Linked DNA regions of Triticum aestivum: region 2 is linked to region 1. Evidence: chromatin contacts called from public Hi-C data. All regions are on one chromosome and are shown on one strand. The core of a region is the stretch at or near the end of the contact, and the rest is flanking DNA. Distances in the headings are between cores, read along the strand shown.

Region 1 (5,452 bases), core at 2,028-4,527:
GCGGGAGCCGCTCGCCTCTCTTAGTCCTTTTTCCAGCGCCTTCGGATTTTACTGTTCACCCAAGCTCATTTGAGCTCGAGCTAAAAAACACCATGTCCCTATGCTTGGTACTTCATTGAAGACCCCACAAGTATAGGGGATCGAAACAGTCTTTGAGGGAAGTATTTCACCCAAATTTATTGATTCGACACAAGGGGAGCCAAAGAATATTTATAAGCCTTAGCAGTTCAGTTGTCAATTCAACCACACCTGTGAATCACTTGCAGCAGTTTATTAGTAGCACAATAATATGATAGCAATGATAGCAATAGTAACGGTACAAGTAGCACTTTTGTAGCAAGTAGAGTAACTTGAGCAAAGGCAATTGTATTAAAGCGTAGGCATGGAGTAGCGATGGATGTTTAGATGAGATTCAGCATGTAACTGCCACAACCTAGAGCGATACATGACACGTCTCCAATGTATCTATAATTTTTGATTGCTTCATGCTATTATAATATACCAAGGGGGCTTGATAATTTTCATGTGAAGCAGGATAGCAGTGTTTAAACAAAATCAAGTGCAACACTTGGAGGTAACATTTGGCGTTTGACTTGTTTTTTTTTTTTTGCACAGTTCAAAATGCTTAAGCTTTCCCCTAAAATTGCAGGTAGCATTTGAGTGTCACAATGAACACATTCATGTTTTTTCAAATTCTTTTGACATTTGCAAAAAGCATTTTTGGTGCGCGGGAGCATATACTCCCAAGAGCCGAATTGGATTTCCGGTGCTTTTGTAGAATAATTTGTTAAGTTTCCTTGTTTTGTTTCATGATATGGCAAGTTTACTTCTAATGCATGGCCATTTTGTGGAAGTTCATGTATGACATTTTCTGGTATTATAAGCGTTTTGTTCCAAAAGACATCCAACCAATTGGTTGTTTGTAGTTCTCTTGTGATTGCAGCGACACTGCCGTCAACAGTATTATCATTATTTGGGACACAAGATTCTCTAATTTCTGTCACATGATTTTTTGTATAATTTTGCCTTCATTGTTTAGACATGTATATAATTTTTACTAAAATTAGGCCATGGATGGTATCCATGTATTGTAACTATGGCAAGTTTATATGTTTGCCGATGGCAACTTTTTATATGTTTTTAGCTATTTTCTCTAGTTGGGCGCAAAATTCCAAGTTTTTAGGCCTGCTAGTGTGTCCCAGTGAAAATTGAGCTTTTTGTGGGGCAAAACTAGCACGATCACGTTGATGGGCTGGGGTTTAGATCCGACGTTTCGTTCAGTCGTAAAATTTGACGCTTGGTCGGAACTGGAGTCAAAATTAAATGCATACTTAAATTAAGGGCGCTGGCGAGGTTGAATAGTTGACTAGAAGCTGATTTCGTGGAATCTCAAGGCTCTAAATAAAAAAGATACCCGGATGCATGGTTATGCATATGAATATGAAGTGAAAAGATGGAAGTCGAATCTGCCGTAAGCTTGCGCCATTGACGTACTCTCGATTTATTTAGTTTTTTTTAAGTGGAAAGGTTCATCCCTGAATTATTTCTACCTTTTTTTTGCTTTGGAGAGAAATGGTAGACTGGCTCTCGATTACATCATCAGCGAGACTCGTGGTGGAGGACGCAGGAGCATAGAAAAAGTAGTAGTACGTAGTACGACCTTAGAAGAATTATTAGCTTTTGAAATATTATTAGTAGCTTTGGAGAAACATGCATGATGAGATGTTGGACTGCACCATGGCTAAGCCGCACTACTACATGCACATTTTACATGAAGAAAAAGGCTTTGCTTATCCTTGGGCCCTGCGATTTCGATAAGGCCTAGACCGAGATCGATCTACAGCCTCAGCTAGTACTAGTACGGAGAGCGGTAGTACTAGTGCTGTAGCAGCAGCAGCATCAGCGCAAGCAAGAGGGACGGACAGCTCTGGTTTTGCTCTCTTGTGATGATGATTGCCATCCGTGACCGCGAGAAGCTCCAACTTCCAAGGCGGGCCTGCACTGGGAGGGCGTTTTCGGTGGAACCCATGGGCATGGTGGTGCAGGGTTATTTTCACAGCCGCAAGCTTTCTATCCTGGCCTTTGGAGATCGGGGAGCCAGCCACATGTTTTCTTTCTTTCTTGTCTGACAGATATATAGATGCAGTAATAAACTGTCCATCTCTTTGGTCTCTTTCGTTCTTTGTACGTCTTGTTGGACTCATGTGTTGCGTGACGAGCAGCCGCCTGCCTCTGCCTCTGCCTGCATGATTGTTACGTAGTGGCATTGTTTTTTGAAACGCCAGCATCAGGATGCAGATGAATGATTCATGAGGTGCAGTCAGTCGTAGCATTAGTGTTGCACACTCATCAGCAACTCGCACTCTATCGCTTGCCCTTTTGTGGCTCCGATGGGCACGTAGCATTCTGTGCTGGACTGGGGTGCGTAGGAAATTAATGGCTGTGGGCGGGCGGCTCTGTTTTGTTAATTGGAGTTTTTGTTCCGGTGAGCGAGCGAGCGTACGAGCCGGGGAGGGGCAGGTCCAATTAAAAGGCTTTGTTCGTAGCGGCCAAAGGGAGAGAAGGGCACGTCTCCCTCTCTCTCCTCGCATTCATATTCATGCGCGACCAAGCTTTGTTCAAAAACAAAAACCCAAAAAACAGACCAAGCCGGATAGATATGTGCACGGTGGGGTTGGGGATGCGTCTCTCTTGATATGTGCCGGGCCTCGTGCTTTGTCGGGTCAAAATTAAGTCAGCCGGCGGCCGTGCGGTTGGCGGACGGAAACGGGGAATGTAAAACGAGATGCATGTGTGCCCTTTCCCTCCCAATCCCCATGCACCTCCCTTGGCCAAGGGAAGGGAAGGGAGAGGAACCTACAAGGCTTGTCCTCGACCGATCTCGGCTCCACGCCGGACGGATGGTGCAGCAGCAGCAGTACGTTTGGGTAGGCTCCACGCTCGTGTACCGGCCACGTGGGAGAGGCAGCTACGGTTTTGTCGCCAAGGACCATGCACTCACTGCACCATACGACTTCTTTTTTTTTTTTGCGGGAAACGACCATACGTCCTTTTTACATCGAAATGAAAAGCACCAACCATGTTGATGTTGGTTGATGGTCAAAGAAAGAAACCGCACGTAGGAGTAGAAATGAAACCGCCAAAATTGAAGCAGAGACGGCAGGATAACATTAAACAAATCGTATGCAACGCCGAACAAGGCGGTATGGCAACCATACGTACGTACGTACTCGCGTCATTTGTTGCGTATACATGCATGCGGTTCATCCTTGGTTCGTCCGTTTCTGCAGAAACCCCGTTATTTGCTGCGTGTATGGACGGACGGCTTGCCGACCGATGGGTTCATGCACGTAGGTGTCATCTCACAGCTTTAATTGTTTCTACTAGGTGCTGTATGTACGTTCCACGTCGACGCCACGTCGTCACCATACCGTGCCCGTGCAGCGGTGCTGCATGGGCCGCCCGGCCGCCCGGATCAATTATTACCTTTTCTTTTTGTCTTTTTTGTCATATTATTGATCGATAGATCTTATTTCCTCCGTGATAATATAGTGGTGCAGCTCGCTGATCGCGATGGACCAAGCTTCAAGCACCTGTACGTACGCAACGAGCTATAGAATACAAGCAGGGTGCCAAATTGAACACCGGCACCGTCACAAATTCTTGTCAAGTTTTTTCTTCTCTCGACTGTTTGCGCTTCCACGCCCCGCGGCGTCAGCGTCAGCGTCAGCGCCAACGAACGCCACGCTGCGCCTTACATAGTGCGGTTACTACTCCTAGCTACGTCCTACGTAGGAGCCGGCTAGTAGCAGCGAAAAGAGAGGATTGCTCGCCGCACAGATTGCGGCCTTGACGCTAGCATTTGCGCGCCAAGTCGTTGGCTAGCAGTACGTGGATCTCATCTGCCTGCCTCTCGAGTCTCGACTCCCGCAACCGCAGCTCGCTCACTTAGCTACTTCTGTTTTCTCTCTGTTGTGAGTTGGAACCTAGCTAATTCTGTTGGGACACACATACATGGGGAGTGCCCCGCGCGGCCGTGATTGCTAGGGTAGAGACTAGAGAGTGAGCGTCGAGCGTGGAAATCTGCTGGCCTCCTCAAGGGCGATTTCACCCCTTTCCTGAGAGGGCTAGCAGGATGGGCTAGAGCGAGTAGTTAGTTAGTTTTTGGCGGCGTACGGGCGTGGAGTTCTGGCATGTAACAGCAACTCCAACCGGCCGACTCAAATGGACGGTGATTTTGTCCGGTTTTTTGTCTGTTTGGATCGGGCCGACGAACGCCCATGTCCGTTTTCGCGTTTAGGTCGGCGCTTGCGCCCAACGCTGGCCCAACCCGTTTTTTAGTTGGCGCGAAACAAATACTGCAAATATTTTGTAAATAAAAGACGTTAATTAAACATTAGCCACAATGGCCGGCGAGAGTCCACTTTGCATTAAGTAAAAACATTAAACAAACCTAAAAACTAGGAGGAGGCGCGCTGCCCTAGGCGTTCTCGTCGTCGTCATCGGTGCCGTGAGGTCGATGAGCATCGGCGCCGGGCTAGCCTAGGGGAACGCCGTCTCCCAGGCTGTGGCGACATCCTCCGCCGCTGGCCGTACCACCGCCGGCTGCTCTGCCGCACCGCGGGCATGGCGATCCTCCTCCTCCGCCTCGCGGCGCTGCTCATTCGCGTCGCGCTCCAGTTGCTCGAGCCGCTCGCCCTCACGGTGCTCCTCCGCCAGCCTGCGCTCCCGCCATTGCTCCCGGTAGATCTGCTCTTGCGCCGGTGTCGCCCCAAACCAGACGGGGGTGTGCTGACCCACTCGCGCATGTACCCATGCCATGTGTAGTGCTCGGTCTTGACGGGGGTCGGCGGCAGTTCGGTCTTGATGGGGGACGGCGGCATCAGCGGCGGCACAACGCAGTCGCCAGCAGCGGAGAGCGCCATGGCCTCCGACAGCCGCGCCTGCTACGCTGCCTCCTCCTCCTCTTCGCTTTCACGGAGGGCAGCCGCCAGCGCCGCCTGGTAGGCAGCCTCCGCCTCCTGGTCCGCGTTGCGAACGGCGGGGTGCCAGCCTCCACGTCGCGGACGCCGCACCGACTCTGCTCCTCGTGCTCCAACGCGAACCAGACCTCCCAATAGGTAGAGTCTGATGCGTAGGCGAGGTTGAGGCGTTGCTCCGGCATCAGCTGCCGCCGCCGGCGCCGCACCTCCTCCGCGTGCGCACGCGCTAACCGCGGCACCGTCGGCACTGGGATCCTCTCTGGATCCAAGTGCCAATCGTGTGGCAGCGTGACGTCGGGGTAGGGAAGGGGACGCGGTGCTCCAAGTGCCACTTCGCCTGGTGCACTGGGACGCTAATACGCTGGCGTGACCGGCGGGGAGACAATGACGGAGGCAAGGGGAGCGCGCAAAGGGCCGGCAGGGGCCTTGCCCTTGTTCTTGCCGGAGAAGAAACCCATGGTGGCTATGTT
Region 2 (5,690 bases), core at 1,875-4,374, 76 kb before region 1:
ACACCTCCGATGACGACGATGACCACGGGTCCTCCTCGAACTTCTCGAACGATCCGCCACCAGCCGCCGACGCCTACAGCTACGCCGGCGGCCGGAAGGGCAAAGGCTGGTGAGGAAGTGGTGAATCTCCGCCACCTCAGTCTTCAATTTCAAGATTTTAGTAATTTGTTCGTCGTTTATGTGAATTATCTGAATTGTGGATTGATCTTTTGGTAATCGAAATGTGCATTCCTCTGTCCTATTCTAAGTTTATGTGTTGATCTACGCTTTCTTTATCCATGTTGCATTGCTATTATGGTTTTGAGGGACCGGATATGAAATACACAGATGTTGACGACAAGATTTGAGGAATGCCTGATCAGTGCCTGCGGACGGCGCGTCCGTGGAGCTTTGAGGGCCCGGATTTGCAGGCGGCCGCGGTAGATGCTCTTACACATGGCCAACATGCACAAACCACTGCCAATCGAGGCAGCCAGCGTGCTATCGGTCTGACTCATTGACACAAACGAAACAAACCAACCAACACATGGCCTGCCCTGATCTACCTCCAGTGGAGACTGCCCTACCTCCATGCATTGTCCTAATCCGTCACCAGTGGCTAAGTAACAACTAAGCAAAGCATGATTTGTCCACCACTTTTCCATTATTATATATAATACCCCGCAACCCACAATAATGATACCAGATTAGCTTACTCTAATGAGCATAATATCTTATTACTGTACTAGTATTATATTTTAAATCATACATGATCACCCAAGCTGAGATCAGCATGCATGCAGGGGTAAATCAAATCATTAACATGTGGACAAGCACAACCCCCTTGCTCATATTCAAAAGCCTTCAAACAAACCGGCCAGCACCATTCGGCATGAGTGAGCGATGAGCTATATGAAAAGGCTTCAAACAAACCGGCCAGCTTGGCCTCACCCCAAGCACCAACCTAAACAAGTTGGGCTGCTGAGCTATCACACTGATTAAACATCATTATCGTGCTAACTTGATCGGTGGCAAAAGGAAGAGGTGATTGGGCCTTATCGATCGTCCGGGGAGTTATCTAAAGAGTAAATCTACGGACTACGGCTTCGGTAAGGTCCCATTTGCTGTCATTGTAAGAGTTGGCGGCTTAATTGGCCCCTGTTTGATAAGAATCAATCATACCGGGAGAGCAGTCATTTTTTGTTCCCCACCTAAATATATTACTTAAAGAGTCACAACAAGCTTTTGGTGAGAGGCTGCTCACGAGCTGGCCACAAGAATCAACAAGGATATCCTCTAGACGGACATGCATGATTGGATTGGAGCACAAAAGACGACCTTTCTAGTAATTAATTAATTCCTTTGGAGAAGATTCTTTAGCTGTATATAATCCGTTTTTTATATGTTTTAGCTTATACAAAATGCTAGTAGTACTAGTAGGGCGGAAGATCTCATTGATGCTACTACATGTCTACATGTAAAGGTCTCATTACAATTACATGCTCTATTTAGAACAGTAATAGTAGCAATAATAAAAGAAGAAATTAAAGAGGAAGAGAAGAAGAAGAAAAAGGATTGGTCAAGGAGAGCTTTGACCACCTCCCAATCGAAGAGAGTAACAAGCTACTCTACCTACAACCAGAGAGGTCTCTATTACGACGATTATGAGGCCGGCTACTTTTCCGGCGGTCGCCGGAGCCGCCATCACATCACATGACGCTGCACGAGTTGGGGTTCTCGTCGTCGAACAGGCGGTACGAGTCGTGGAGCGGCGGCGGGGGCGGCGGCGACGCGTGCGTCCCGGGCGGGCTATAGTAGTCCTGGTAGTAGGACTCCGGCGACGCGTGCGGGTACGGCATGTAGAGGTACGACGGCGACCATTGCTGCATTGGCTGCGCCTGCTGGGAGTAGGCCTGCTGCGCCGGTGCCGGTGGGTGCTGCATCATGGAGTAGGAGGAGTACCCGGCCTGCTGCTGCGAGTAGCCCCGCTCCGGCTGCGGCGCGTAGTGGGACACGCTCGCCCTCGGCTGCGCCATGTTGTAGCTCATCACCGGCTGCGGCGCGTTGAATTCCTGGTGCGCGTACCTCGGCACATGGGCCGGCGCCGGCGCTGGGGACAGGGACCTATCGGCGTCCTTGGGCTTGCTCTGTTTCTTCTTCGCCTCGCCCTCATCATCGCCGGCCTCCTTTGCGGCGGCAGCGGGTTCACTCGCGGGCTCGGTGCCCTCTGCTTTGGGCTCGGCCGCCGCGCCCTCGCCGCCGTCTTTCTTTTCCTCGTCGCTTGACCTTGGTTTCGCCTCCTCCTCCTTGCCAGCCTTCTTCTCAGATTCTGCTTCCTTCTCCGTCTCAGGCTTCTTCTTCTCCGAGGCCGTCTCCTGCTCCGGCCTCTTGTCCGAGCTGTCGGCCTGCGGCTCCTCCGCCGGCTTCTTGTCCGCTACAGCGGCATCCTTGCTGCCGTCCTCGGCCGGCGCGGGGGCGTCGGCTGGGGTTGGCGGCGCAGGGTCGGGATTCTTGGCAGGCGTGTGTTGCCATGGCAGGGCCTGCTTGCCTGACTTGTGCAGCCTCTTGATGAGCGTCTCGGCGTCCACGGTGCCCGTCACCATCACCTTGTGCAGCTGGGCGTCTACCTTCACGTCCTGCACGCCTGAACATCCCAACCAAAACGACGACCACTTAGTTAGGTAGTCAATTAAGCCGAAAGCCACACGAAAATGCAGCGGCGCGAGGAGAAGGAGGAGGGTGGCGCTAGTACCTTCGATGCTCTTGAGCACCTTCCGGACCTTCTTCTTGCAGCCATGGCAGTGGATGGTCACCCTCAGCACGAAGGTCTGCAGATCCAAGAAAGAATGTCACATGAGCATGCAACTCAACTGAATTCCTTGGACGGAAGGGCTAGAAACGGGGCGAGATGGTGTACCTGCATGGCCGCTTCTCCCGACGCCATGGGATGGGAGTGCGCTCTGCTCTGGCCTCTGGGGACTGCTCACCGTTGTGTCGCTTCTTGGTTGGGGAGCAGGATGAGGATGGAGGGGCGCTCGAGTATGTGGCTCTCAGGACGCTGGGAGCTCAGGGGAGGCAGCAGATGCGGTGCTCAACTTATAGAGGTGGACGCGGGGATGGAGTACGACCACATACGCCACTGACATATGGGCCGGGCGGCTGCTCTGCTGCGGCGGCCGTATTTATCGTTAGTACACAGGCGGCGGCGGCGGCGTATCCGTTCCGTTCCTAGGTACCAGGCGTCGTGAAAGAATTCTACGGTACCTGCCGTGCCCGTGGCTTCGTTCATGTTTTTTTAACAAAGTACGGACGCAAGCGTTACATACACGTATACACTCACCCCTATAAACGTTTGGTGGGAGGATGATATTTGAGAGTGATTTTGTTGACAATTTATGTTGGCTGAGCATGGCAATCAGCAAGCACGGCAACTCTGTTTTTCATCAAATTTTATCGTACTGGCATCCACGCGATAACTAAAGTTGCCATCAAAATGCTGTTCACTGGTTATGATTACCGTTTTCAAGGCGATCAGATATACGTTACTATCCAATTCAGACTTTTTTTCGGAATTAATACGAATAATTTTACATCACTCTGTAGCCCATGTATAATTTTTAATATTGGTCTTTGGATGAAGCCAATCTACCTGTGCAAATATAGCAAATCTGAACACTATTAACCGTTGGGTATCATCTGCACAACAACAAATTCTGCCACATGTACTACTTAAAATATTTCATGGTTGAGCTTAATCACAATGAGCAAACCCCAAAACACAAGCATTCCTCGTTTGTTTTAAAATCTTTCATGCTTTAACTATCCATATATTTCTCTTCTGAATGAAATGACACACTTTCTTTTTACTTCACGATTTACAATGCATAATACACAGAAACATAAAAAATGCATGCATTTCTTCTTTGTTTTAGAATTTTTCAGGCTTAAATTATCCAAAAAGAAATCTTCTAAATGAATTACAATTTCTTTTCTACTTTACGATTTACCGTACAATGCACAATGTGCACAAATTCTCACATCACAAACCTCCTCATTTGTTCTAAACTCTTCCATCCCTAAAGATAATTATCTTAGGTATATTTCACATGAGTTTCATCTAGCACTAGTGTAGAAAAGCCTAGTAGTGGTGTGCCAAAAAGGGCCTTGGTGGCGTTGGCACCCAACACCGCCAATATAGTGCGAGTGATAATTTTTACTGATGGCGCTTGTGCGCACGTGAGTCGTAACTATGTGCTAATGATGTGCCACGTGTCCAACACAACTAGAAATATATATCACCAGTGACATGCCATGTTAGCGCCACGCCACCAATTTCATTTTGCGCTACGTATATATAACATTAACAACTAAGCTAGCGGAAGTCAACTTCTGCTCGCGAGCTAATTTGAGCTCGCGATGAACAGTAAAATCCAAAAAATTGTAAAGCATTTCAAAAAATGTGAATATTTTTTGTGGAAACATTCACAAAATTTCTCATTGCTTGCAAAATTTCATCACGAAATGACATTCGTGTAAGTCTAGGCAAAAAAATTAGCACTACAAAATGTTTTCGGAAATAACACTTTTGGAGCACCATTTTTTTATATGACTGTCGGTGTCAAAACCGGCGGATCTCGGGTAGGGGGTCCCGAACTGTGCGTCCAAGGTTGATGGTAACAGGAGACAGGGGACACGATGTTTACCCAGGTTCGGGCCCTCTCTATGGAGGTAATAACCTACTTCCTGCTTGATTGATCTTGATGAATATGAGTATTACAAGAGTTGATCTACCTCGAGATCGTAATGGCTAAAACCCTAAAAGTCTAGCCTGTATGATTATGACTATGATTTCGTCCCTATGGACTAAGCCCTCCGGTTTATATAGACACCGGAGGGGACTAGGGTTGTACAAAGTCGGTTACAGAGAAAGGAATCTTCATATCCGGGCGCCAAGCTTGCCTTCCACGCCAAGGAGAGTCCCATCCGGACACGGGAGAGAGTCTTCGGTCTTGTATCTTCACAGCCCATTAGTCCGGCCCACCTACCATAGTCCGGACGCCCGAGGACCCCTTAATCCCGGACTCCCTCAGTAGCCCCTGAACCAGGCTTCAATGACGAGGTATCAGGCGCGCAGATTGTCTTCGGCATTGCAAGGCGGGTTCCTTCTCCGAATATTTCAACACGGTCTTCAAACGCAACGAACGTGTCCGGTTCTGCAAAACAAGTACCACACACCACCGCAGAGAGTATAATATTTCACGAGTCCAATCCACTGACAACTTTTTTGTAACGTGACATCACGTCCCTGCCTGGTTATCATTTCGAACCGTTTTTCTGCATGCCGCTTCACATTTCAAGATGCAGTTTCTATTGGCACGTCTTGTCGCAGCAGAGATCGTGTCCCCTTATTACGGGATTCTCATCAATAGGGGCGTGGGTAATCCAACCGTGCCGTCTGCACAGCCCTTAGGAACAGGCGAGTTTTAAGGCGAGTGGGGAGGCGCTTGATATTCACTGCCCTTATAAGGAGATAAGGATTCACTTCCTTCATCCACGCCTTCTCTCTCTCTGCCCTCCCATTCTCGAGCTCCAGCACCCAAGTCCTCATCTTTTCCGCCTCAAGAAAACACTCAACCATGTCCGGATCTGGATCGCAAGGCAAGTGGATGGCCTCCTCCATCAAGGAGAAGGACATCACCAAGCTTCGGGAG

The links. A called contact is a pair of places that touch in the nucleus more often than the background predicts.
Region 2: a Hi-C map of root shows a contact between it and region 1, with 6 times the contacts expected there. The contact joins the promoter of LOC123119287 here to the enhancer-like site in region 1. A contact is called at or near these places in 2 of 5 Hi-C or Micro-C datasets (leaf and root).

What each region holds. Positions count from the first base shown.
Region 1 is chr5D:40,410,571-40,416,022 of IWGSC CS RefSeq v2.1, reverse strand. No RefSeq gene overlaps it. Among protein-coding and RNA genes, the nearest start is that of LOC123119286, 13 kb to the right of the region's middle. Within about 2 kb of position 3,277, at least 4 of the 8 cell types and tissues checked have an H3K27ac peak or open chromatin away from gene starts, as enhancers often do. A contact at or near this core is called in leaf and root, where this site is marked.
Region 2 is chr5D:40,485,985-40,491,674 of IWGSC CS RefSeq v2.1, reverse strand. LOC123119287 (heavy metal-associated isoprenylated plant protein 35) reads right to left here and starts at 3,124. Exons shown (of 3, transcript XM_044539033.1): 1 at 2,897-3,124; 2 at 2,732-2,807; 3 at 1,408-2,623. The coding sequence starts at 2,923. The coding sequence ends at 1,689.